2 separate regions of the Sus scrofa genome follow, and region 2 is linked to region 1. The links are chromatin contacts, called in public HiChIP or PLAC-seq maps. All regions are on one chromosome and are shown on one strand. Each heading gives the region's core, a stretch centred on a gene start, on an enhancer-like site or on the middle of the called end of the contact. The rest is flanking DNA. Distances are from core to core; before and after follow the strand shown.

What was found. HiChIP or PLAC-seq counts read pairs in DNA pulled down with a chosen protein or histone mark.
Region 2: an H3K27ac HiChIP or PLAC-seq map of alveolar macrophages shows a contact between it and region 1. The contact joins two enhancer-like sites. A contact is called at or near these places in 2 of 2 datasets of contacts at active chromatin or transcription factors (alveolar macrophages and skeletal muscle).

What each region holds. Positions count from the first base shown.
Region 1 is chr13:69,029,929-69,035,805 of Sscrofa11.1, reverse strand. No RefSeq gene overlaps it. Among named protein-coding and RNA genes, the nearest start is that of PLXND1, 36 kb to the right of the region's middle. Within about 2 kb of position 2,130, at least 1 of the 83 cell types and tissues checked has an H3K27ac peak or open chromatin away from gene starts, as enhancers often do. A contact at or near this core is called in alveolar macrophages, where this site is marked.
Region 2 is chr13:69,286,619-69,292,495 of Sscrofa11.1, reverse strand. No RefSeq gene overlaps it. Among named protein-coding and RNA genes, the nearest start is that of TMCC1, 66 kb to the right of the region's middle. Within about 2 kb of position 2,210, at least 53 of the 83 cell types and tissues checked have an H3K27ac peak or open chromatin away from gene starts, as enhancers often do. A contact at or near this core is called in alveolar macrophages, where this site is marked.

The DNA.
Region 1 (5,877 bases), core at 881-3,380:
AAATGTTAGGATGGCAAAAACTTACTTTGTAAAACATTCAACATTTGAAGTCCTGCGTTCATGAAAGGAGTTATTTTCCAGCCTAATTACATCTGTGGTTTTGTTATAGAAGTAGAGATGTAATTTTTGTTTTTAGGGCCACACCTACAGCATATGGAAGTTCCCAGGCTAGGGATCGAGTCGGAGCTGTAGCTGCTGGCCTGTGCCACAGCCCCAAAGCCATAGCAACACCAGATCTGAGCCATGTCTGCAACCTGCATTGCAATACACCACAACACCAGATCCTTTAAGCCACTGAGCAAGGTCAGGGATCAAACCTGTGCCCTCGTGGATACTAGTTGGGTTCTTTGCCACTGAGCCACAGGGGAACTCCCTAGAAGTAGCAATTTCTATTTTTGCTTTTCTTTGATGGCCTCTGGAAGGCCTCTGGAAATCCAGAAGCTCTAATGTTGCCTTCGACCATATCCTGATAACTGGGTCCTTCAGGCCCCAGTCTGAATGTCGAAGATGTTTGGGCCAGTCTTCTGGCCTTCTAGCTCAGTGCCTTCCACCCCACCTATCTAGAGATATCACACCCATCCTGATCCTGCCTGATGTTGTGAAATAAGCGATGCCGCTTACTAAGTTGTGAAAACTTAAAATCACTGTGAGAGTGCCCTTAAGCTTCTTAAATATGGACCAGGCTGCCACGTACAGATGTGTAGATTGTACGCTGGCCATTCCCACAGGGCCATAGTAAGCTACACTGTGAGCGGCGCATCGTAGAGTTTCACAGTACACAGTGGGCACACAAAGCAGCCTTGATTGCTGGTGACAGGTAATTTCGAAGCTGCTTCATTGTCATCCACTAAAAACCAGAGAAAAGAAGGCTGGTAACACAAATCTGAGATGCTGTGGTGTAGAAAACAGACTAGGGAGGCAGGAGGGTGGTTGTGTGGCCAACTGGAAAATGTCTACCTCACCTAAAGGATTCACTTTTGTTATATTTTTTATGGTTGCACCTGCAGCCTATGGAAGCTCCTGGGGCCAGGGATAGAATCCAAGCCACAGCCGTGGCAATGCTGGGTCCTTAACCCACGGTGCTATAGCGGAAACTCCTCACTTGTATTATTTTTAAACTCTGTAGGCCAAACTAAACTCCTAACCAACTCTCCCCAAGTCTAGGTAATGAAGAGTAGCTCACATTTATTGAGTACTTACTGAATACTGGGTTTAATGTTTGGTAGGTGACATGCAGTTCTCCCCACAGTCTGGGCCATGTCATCCTCATTGTCTAGATAAGGAAACAAAGCTTGAGTGACATGGCTTGCCCAAAGCTATACTGTTGGGAAATGGCAAATGAATAAGAAGGAAGATAGGTCTGGGCAACATCTGTAACCAAAGATGGGTGTCGCCAGTGTGTCAGTCTAAGAGTTAATACAAACTGAAACAACCAGTCAACTAAGTAGAAAATCGGCAAGAGTTCACAGAATAAGAAATAGATCACCAATAAGCATTCAAAAGAAAATGTTCAGCCTCATGTGTAAATCAGTACATTAAATTGGTGGGAAAGTAGTGAAAAGGTAGTGAAGTATTGTCTATTTGTGTTCAAAATATTTTTGTTTGTGTACATACATGTTTGTAAGTATATAGAAATGAAACCACTTTAAACTGTCCCCAGGAGTTTCTTCTGGGAAAGGGAGTGGAAGGAATGTTGTTGAAATAAGACTTTCATGCTTGACTCCTGTAAAATATGAAATCTCTTAATATGAATGTACTTGTGTGCTTTTAAATTTAAAAATCAAAGCTTTTTGAAAAGCAAATAACAGGTCCATTGGGAAAGGGTTGACAATGTTTCTAATTGTAATAGCCCATCTTTCGCTTTAGGATTGCCTTAAAGGAACTTTGGACCAAGTCTGGGCCACCCGTTGGGCTTTCTTCCAGCCCTAGATTTCTAGGCGTGGTGGTCAGATGGCCATCCTATTGCCAGAGGGGACATGTGGAGTGGGGGGCTTGTTTCTGGTCCCACCTGTTCAGTCCAGCCCTTCATTCATCGTGTAGCACTGAGAGCCACTCTGTGTACCAGACTCTGCCATGGAGATGTGCTAAATCCAGGGGAAAGGAGCCTATGTTGTAATAGCGTCAGAAGCCATGTGTGGGAGCAAAGAGGAAGAAACAGTTCCGACCTGGTGATTGGGGAAGTCTGGAAGGAGGAGGCAGTGGGGTCTGGACTGAGATGAGATTTTGGTGAGTGGAGATGAGTGAGGCGGGTTTTCCAAGTTGAAGAAACAGTATTGACAAAAACCACAGAGATGAGAAAGGCCAAGGTGAGTGGTTTAAGCAATGGATAAGAGTCTCAGCTGGCTTGGAAGTTGCCTGGAAGAATGTGTAAATGAGGGGCAAAGTTTAAAATGGCTGCAAAAAATTCTGAATGCCATGCTAAAGTTCTGAATACCCCAGGACTCCAAGAAGGTGTTGAGAGGTGTAGTGACCCATCCTGTGTCTGAAGACAATTAAGAGTCCTCTCAGAAGGACCCAGTAGCTGAGTTTTCATGTCAGCTGAGGAAATACTGTCCAAGGTATTTGGTCTTTTGCCTTTTGATCCTACAATGGAAGGCGCTTAAATTTTTAATTTTTTATTTTGTTTTGTTTATTTATTTATTAATTAGGGCTGCACCTGTGGCATATGGAAGTTCCCAGGCTGGTGATCAAATTGGAGCCTCAGCTGCTGACCTACACCGCAGCTCATGGCTGGATCCTAAACCTGTTATAGGCTTTAAGTGCCCTTCAAGGAGATTAGGCCCAAAAGCCTCTGACCATGTCTCATTGTAATGCCCCTTCCCCCTTGACCAGCCTGGGTTGCTCACTCGCTGCTACAGAAGGAATGTCACCCATTCCTCACTCCACTACCATATAATCTGAAGAGATCCAGATGAGTCAGAAAGGTCTCCCAGGCAAATAAGGTATCCTGCCCAAGACCAATCAGAAGATCAAATTGGGTGTCCACTCAGATCACATTGTAGGGTATAAAGACTGTTGCAAACTGAGTTGGGCCCTCTTTTTAACCTGCGCAGAGTTCTCTCTCTCCCTCTCTGAAAACGTACTTTCACTTTAATAAATTGATAAAACATCTGCTGTTTCAATGCTTTGCTATGGTGAGACAGAGACCAAGGAAGCTGAGGTATCAAACCCAATGAGTGAGGCTAGGGATTGAACATGAATCCTCATGGATCCCAGTCAGGTTCATTATCACAACAGGAACTCCTGCCCTTAAATTTTTTATTTGATATATGGAAAGTGAGGATGTAGGAAGCCCAGAATTTAATTCTTACCAATCTAAATTTTGGGCACTAGAATCCTTAAATTCTACAGAAGTACTCACAAAATTTATTCAGGCTTCTGCTTTAATGAATGCCTAAACTGTCCAATTGAATATTCTTTTAGAAGGCTTAATTTCAATAGTCATTGAGACTCTATTAAAATATAGAGCAAACCATGATGAAAATATAATAAACTCTATACCTTAGAAAAAAGGTTGTGAGGATTAATTGAAGTAATTGTACAAGCCTCACTTAGCTCCACAGATGATCTCAGTTATTAATGTTATTCATAGACTGAGAATTCCTTGAGGACAGGGACCTTTCTGACTCATCTGGATCTCTTCAGATTATATTGTTTCTCCCATTCTTACCTGATAAAGGGCCTAGTAGCTAGAATTGGGGTTCTCTCTAGCCAGCCTTGGCTCTTGGCTCACTTTGGAAAACTAAGCAAAACGGTGTGTCTAGAATGCTCTGACCATAGGAACAGCAAAGGGCAAATCCCAGCCCCAGAGAACAAAAACTGGCAGATGCTGCGTGTGCACCGGGCTGAGGGACCAACAGGAAATTCTGCTGGTGACTTAACCACAGGGAAGAACGCCATTGTGTTCATGGCTATGTCCTCAGTGCCTGCAACGGTGCCTGGCACATACTGGGTGCTCTTTGAAAAGTGGGATTTTGCCATGTATTGAATCCTTATTCTGTGCTAGGAATAGTGCCACTTTTTTTACTCCTAATTCTTACAGTGGCTCTGAAGAGGAGGTGCTGTAATTTCCATGTTGCAGATGGAAACAAACTCGGGTGTCTTGAGTTTTATCCTGTGGGTAAGTTGTTTTCCTAGTATATGGCAAAGTCAGGATTTGGGCTCAGAGACACTGAATCACACTACTTTAAGCCTTGGAAGCATTTTTTTCCCTCTTTCTCATTTTCAGCCAGCATCTTCCAGAACATAAATGACCTCTTGCTGCTGAAATTCATTGAATTGTCACAACCAGATTGCCAGCCTAGAGAAGCCGACTCAGATCATTGGGGTGTTAAGGCTGTTTGCCCTTGCACCAAAACAACCCAGACTGCTGTGTTTTTATTCTTTTATGAAAATTGCTTCTTTATTGCAATATCATTCAGTCTACTCATGTAAATTGTTTATTCAGGGTGTTACCGTCATGGCTCAGTGGTTAATAAACCTGACTAGTAACCATGAGGATGCAGTTTGATCCCTGGCCTCACTCAGTGGGTTAGGGATTTGGCATTGCCGTGAGCTCTCGTGTAGCTCGAAGACTTGGCTCGGATCCCAAGTTGCTGTGACTGTAGTGTGGGCTGGCAGCTGCATCTCCGAATGGACCCCTAGCTGGGAACTTCCATTATGCCTCGGGCCCAGCCCTAAAAAGCAAAAAAGAAAGTGTTTATTCAGAGGTCTTTAGCATATTGACCATTGTATATCCAGCTTCACTAATTCTAGACCATTTTTATCACCTAAAAAAGGAACATCCACCCATTGACTGTCACCCTCCCAGTCTCCCAGCCCTAAGAAACCTCTAACCTACTTTCTATCTATAGATTTGCCTATTCTGGAAATGTTACATATTGGGATTCATACCATGGTCCTTTGTAACTGGCTTTTCTCAGAATATTTTCAAGGTTCATCTGTGTGGTAGCATATTTCAGTACCTCATTCCCTTTTATTGCTAAATAATACTGCATTGTATAGATGCTTTTTCTTTTTTTTTTTTTTTGTCTTTTTAGGGCCTCACCCACAGCATATGGAGGTTCCCCAGACCAGGGGCCCAATCAGAGCTGTAGCCGCTGGCCCACGCCACAGCCACAGCAACAGCAGGATCTGAGCTGCGTCTGTGACCTACACAACAGCTCATGGCAACACCAGATCCTTTAACCTACTGGGTGAGGCCAGAGATCGAATCCACATCCTCATGGATGCTAGTCACATTCGTTAACCACTGAGCTACGTCGGGAAATCTGGATGCATATTTTTATTTATTCATCAGTTGGTGGGTATTTGAGTTGTTTCCTTTTTTTAAGCTATTGTGAATAGTGCTTTTATGAACATTCATGTACAAGTGTTTGAAAAGAACTTTATGTCATTTCTCTTGAATATATACCTGGGAGTGGAATTGTTGGGTCATATAGTAAGTATGTTAACCTTTGAGAAACTACCAGATTGTCTTAATTGGACTCATCTATGGGTGTGAAGTGGTATTTCGTGGTCTTGATCTGCATTTCCTTGATAACTGTTTTTATCCTAATACCACTCTTCAAAAGCCTCCCTATCAACATCCTCCCAACCCAGGCTGTGGCTGTCACATTTCAATATTGCCAGAGTGCTTGCCTTACCTGAAAAGTCTTTCATTTCCCCTCTGAAAACTGCTTCTCATCTACTGTGGACTCGGATTCCAAATAACCCAACTTGTCGGAATTATATATACAGTCGGATTGAATGGGTTCTGAATGAGCTCCCATCAATGTGTGAGATATGGACTTTGAGCCTGCTGACCTAGCAACTTTGTTTCTGCTAAAGCCAAAATTTTAATTAAAAGAAGAAGAAGAAGAAGTAAAGCAAAAGAGA
Region 2 (5,877 bases), core at 961-3,460, 260 kb before region 1:
TGGTGAGGATATGCAGTGCTGCAGCCCCTTTCTGGGATACTCCTAAAGAACAGCAGTGAAGGAAAAGCTACTGTTTGGCAAAACCTCAAGCAGTGCACCTGCTTGTTCTTTTGGCTTGGAAGGGGAAATGGCCAGAAGCTCTGCTAGTCTAGAGGTCTTAGTTCCAAAGGGAAGAATACATCCATCAGGAGACACAAAGATGTTTCTGTTGAATTGGAAGCTGAGACTGCCACCTGGTCCTGTTGGGCATTTCATGCTTCTCAATCAACAGGCAAAGAAGGGAGTTCCTATACTGGCTGGAGTGACTGATAATGATTACCCAGGGGAAAACCTGATTGCTGCTACACAGTGGAGATATATTAATAATATAGTTAACTTTATATCGTAGTTTTTTGTCTTTTCTAGGGCCAAACCCGTAGCATATGGAGGTTCCTGGGCTAGGGGTCTAATCGGAGTTGTAGCTGCTGGCCTACACCACAGCCATAGCAACGCCAGATCCTTAACCCACTGAGCAAGGCCAGGGATCGAACCCACAACCTCATGATTCTTAGTGGGATTTGTTAACCACTGAGCCATGACGGGAACTCCTATATCACAGTATTAAGTTACAGGATGTCAAAAGCGGAAAGGGAGTATCACAGGAAGGTTGCATCCTCTTTTGGGGAAAGTGTGATGCTTTTTGGTTGTATGCAAGTTAGTTGTATCATGTCAGGTGGGAGTATGACTTTGTTATCATCTGTATTTGGAGCTTGAGTATAGTACAGTAAAGGAGATGTGTAGGGATGTGGTTGGTGGGTCATCAGTCTTTTTCATTCTAGCTACTGTAATGAGGGTAGAGGCATCTCATTTTGGTTTTAGTTTGCAAATCCCTGTATGGCTAAAGATACTGAGCATCTTTTTGTTGCTTATTAGCCATTTTTATATCTTCTTTAGTGAAGAGTTTACTAAAACCTTTTGCTCATTGTTTTGGGTTGTCATTCATTTATATGAGTTCTTTATATATTCTGGATTGTCAGATATATTGTATTCCAAATCCACCCCTCAATCTTTTCATTTTTTCATGATGTCTTTCAAAGAACAAAAGTTTTAGATTTTAATTAAGTTCATTTTACAAATCATTTCTTTTACGGTTCATGATTATGGTGTCCTAAGAAATCTTTGCCTATCTCAAAATCACAAAGATTTTTTTTTCCTCTGTGTTTTCTTCTAGAAATTTACTTGGTAGTTTTAGTTTTTACGTTTATCATCCGTTTTTAGTTATTTTCCTCAAGGGTCTCCTTCAGAGCTCCTGAGATCTATAAATGCATCCCCACCAACCTCAAATCTAAGAGTCAACCTTGCCTCCTCCTTGGCCACAATCTTCAATCTATCAACTCCTGTCCATTTTACTCCCTAAACAGTGCTCTTCTTACCATCACCAGTGCCTCGACTGTTCAGGCAGCCTCCTAATTGGTCCCCTGCCCCGTCACACTCCGCTCCACATTGAATGCTCTTTCAGCGCCCCATTCCAGCCACGCCAAGCTCTCACTCCTTGGAGGTAGTTAAGTTCTTCCAAGTCGGCCTTCAGATTCCACAAAATCAATCTCCTACCACCCCCTCCATCCCTCCTCCACCCCGCCCCAAAACAGGCTCTCTGGGAGCCACGCACTTCTCAGAAGAGATGACACTGTTTGCAAATTTAAATTTTGTGTGATTCCCCCATAACAGTGTCTTTAACCCGTTCTAACTTCATGACTTCGTTTCCATGTTGTACTTCCAGTAACTCATACAGGGCCTAGGACATGAAAGGAGCCTCAATACATACGTGACGAACGAATAAATCAATTAGGAAATTGGAATAATAAAGGGATAGGCTGATGACTGCTTCAGTTCCCTTCAGCAGTAATACCAGATGTGAAATAGTGACAGCCCCAGTCCTTTTCCCAGCAGCAGCCGAAAACTTGCTGGATTTGAGCATGAAAGAAGGCCTTACGATTGAAGACAGGGAGAACAGGTGAAAAACCCGGAGCGGCCGCCAGAAATCCGCTGAGCTGCCGTGGGCCTTCGCTCTCCAGAGGAACTGCGTTTCGGGAGCTTTCGCCTGGAACAGCCCACGCGGAACAGCCCCCGGCCACCTGCGCTGGATCGACTCAGAGCATAGCTACCGCGTGGGTGGGCGGGCGGGTGGGGCGGGGGTACGCCTTCCGGAGCTGTGCCCGCCTCCTGCGGCGTGCGCGCGCCCGCCGCCACCGCCTTGCGCGTGCGCCGCCAGCCGGGGGCGGAGGTTGTGGGTGGTGGAGGCGGGCGCGCGCTCTCGCCCCCTCGCGCTGGTTCGCGTTCCCGCGCCGGGACCGTGGCGGCGGTGGCGGCTGCGGCGGCTCAGGCGGCGCGGGGGGAGGGCCGGGAGGGGGGTGGTTGGGGGGGGATGGACCGGGCGCGGCGGCCGCAGCGGCAGGAGCCGGTGCTTGAGCACGAGCGACGGTGCTGGCGGAGACGCCGGCTGCTCCTCCCCTCCCCGCCGGTGAGTGAGTGCCCCCGCCCCGGACACGCTGGCGGCGGCCCCTCATTGCCCCTCCGCCCGGGGCGGGGAGAGTCGTGAGGGGAGCGTGGCGGGGTGGCGCCGCCGACGCGGGCCGGGCCTCCAGCTCGCGGCCTGGCGCGGCTCGGACCATCGGTCGCCCCCGTTCGGGCTGAAGCCCCGGGCCTAGCTAGACTCGACCCCCAGCATCCCCCCGGGCCTCTTTCTCCCCTGGTCTGTTTCGCTGTCATCTTGACCCTGGGTTTCTCTCCCCACCCCCTCGCCTCGCCCCCTTCCCAGCACCCCCTCCAGGGCCGCGGGGAGGGAAGGGCGTGTGGGGGAGTTGGGCCCAGGCCCGAGGGGCTGTTCGGTAGCCGACTCTGGGGGGCCTGGGGTCCTACGAGCCCTCGCTCGCCCTAGCGGCCCCAGAAGTTGGCCACAAGGGCTCAGCCATTGCCACCTGAAACCAGTTTTGCACCTTTTGTTTTGATTTTGAACTTGTTCGAGGGGAGAAGGGAGCCCGCTGTACTGGGAACAGGGAGATTAGGAGGTGCGCGGTGGGATGTGAGTCTAAGCTAGCCAGACTTGGCCCCAGGTGCCTTTCTTTAATCCTTTTAGGAAGGGAAAAGGGGCTCATTGAGTTGCATCTTCCCTAAAGGGCCGGAGATCCGTTTACAGCTCGCAGACTCCAGGTTTTTTATTTTTAGCACGGATGTGTAGTCCTTGTCCAGGGGTTGGTTGGTCCATCCCTGACATTGATGGTGAACATCCCCCAGGTGAATTTGCAGCAGAGTTTCTTCAAGCAGCCCCTTGAGCTGTTGGCTAATTCCGACCCCCCACTTCTTTGGTGACACCTTACACATTAAGTCTTGGTAGATCTTAGCCAGTGCTTTTGCACACTGCCTTTCCATCCTGACTTGTCGTAGAGGAAAGGAAGATGAACACACACGCACTAATCCAAAATGGTTGCTGTAAGTCTGACATACATATCAGAGGTACCTGTACCATAAGCATCTCTCAGGAAGGTCTGATTTCCTAAATTATTAAAAAGCGGGTAGTTGCTTTAAAACAAAACAAAACTTTGTTTATGCCTTCTGACCAGTATCTTATCTTTGGAAGTTATTGACTAAACCCAATTCTTGTCTTTGAAGTACCTGTGTATAGAAATAGTTGCAAAGCCAGGAAGGAAAGAACCTTATGAGAGTGTTAATGACAAGATGCATATTGTGTTAATGACAGTATTCCTGTTATTTTTTCCCTCCACCTGTAGATTAGAACAGTGAGACTCAGATGGTAGTTTTACTAGTGTCATATAACATATGATGCTTATAGGTGGGATTTTAATGCAGCAGCACCTTGTCCTCTACTAACAGAGTTTGCTTGTGATTTTTTGAAATCACACACCCACTCTCTGGCTAGTGTAGAAGGATTAAAAAGCTGCTTCTGGTCTGTGGGTGGTAACCTTTTAATTTCTAAAGAGTTTTCAGCTGCTTACAGAATAGATCGCTGATCTGCATAGGAAAAATTCAGATATTAAAATAATTCATTGGCACGCAATCTAGATCTGTTAAAATTATGAGCACTTATTAAGATTTGGCATGGTGTGGGTGCTGTGTACTCTGTATAGAAATGAGATTTCTCATAGTATTTGCATATAGATAAACAGAAGCACAATCAGCAGACAGTGTGACACCTTAAAGTAGTTGAGAGAGTCTTTTTTCAGCACACATACAAAACTACAATTCAATGAAGAAAACCCAGTGTGACCTGCAGTAGTTGGTGACCACTGTTATTTTAAACTCTTTGCTCCTCCCCTGCACTTGAATATTTCCCCTTTTCTGCAGGAGGTTTTTTTTTTTTTTTTTTTTTGTCTTTTTGCCTTTTCTAGGGCTGCTCCCATGGCACATGGAAGGTTCCCAGGCTAGGGGTATAACCGGAGCTGTAGCCGCTGGCCTCTGCCACAGCAAGGCCAGATCCGAGCTGCATCTGCGACCTACACCACAGCTCATGGCGACACCGGATCCTTACTTAACCCACTGAGCAAGGGCAGGGACGGAACCTGCAACCTCATGGTTCCTAGTCGGATTCCTTAACCACTGAGCTGCGACAGGAACTCCTACAGGAGTTTTTTTTTTTTAATACCTGTCATATATATACAAAACCTATAGTCACTGAAAGCTTAAGGTTGAAGTCCTCAGAGTGACATTTATGGATCACTTATTAATTTATTAATCAAATATTCACTGAGCCCTTACTTTGTTCCAGGATTTTTTCTAGGTAAGTACTGGGCTACAGTGGGGGGAAAGTCCCTGCCCTCATTGAGTTTTTATTCTGTGTCTTTGAGAATGACAATAGGCAAATAGAATTTCAGTTAATGCTATGGATTAGCTATTAGGAAACTTTTTTTTTGTAAAGGACCAGAAAGTATTTTAGGCTTTATGGGCCATACAGTCTCTGTTGCAAATACTCTTGTTTTAGTGTAAAAGCAGCCTCAGGCAGTATATAAACGAGTATGTGCACTAATTAAATTTGGACACAAGTTTTAATTTCATACATTTTTCCCATGACACAAAATGTTAGAATTATTTTGGATCTTTATTTAAACCATTTAAAAATGTAGAAACTGGAGTAACCTGGTGGTGCAGTGGGTTAAGGATCTGGCATTGTCACTGCTGTGACTCAAGTTGCTGCTGTGGCGTGGGTTTGATCCCTGGCCTAAGAATTCTGCATGCTGTGGGCACGGTCAAAAAAAAAATGCAAAAAACTGTTTTTAGCTCATAGGCCATACAAAAACTTGGGGCAAGCCGGCTTTGGCTTGTGGTCTGGCCCTTTATAGAAAAAGTGGACTCCTATTGTGAACTATGAAGAAAATAAAACAAGCTTATGTGCCAAGTGAATGACTGGTGGGGTTGGTGGGGAGGCCTCATGGAGGAGAAGATATTTGAGTTGTGACCTAAAGGATGGAAGAGCTTTCTTGGGAGATGAAATAGTAAATGCATACATGTGCATATGGAAATAGGCTTCTATATTCCCCAGCATTGAACTTCTTCACATACCAGGTCATTCTTGCCTTTGTGTTGTCTTCATTTAAAAGTCTATTCATTATAGAATCAAAGACTTGGAGAGTCTTAGCTTCTTACCCAGTTCCTCTCTTCTCATGTATTCTCAGTTTTTTTAGCCTCTGAACACTTGATAACAGAAAATTCATTACTTCAACATTACTTCAACCTGTGCCATTTTTAGGTAGCTCCGATTGTTGTCAGAATATTCTTCATGTTGTAGGATTCAACCTCTTTACCTCCCTGATGTTGCCTTGCAGTGCCCATGGAGTAAGCTTGCAGTGGGGTTGCACCTCATCCCCAGGTTTCGGTTTGAAAGTC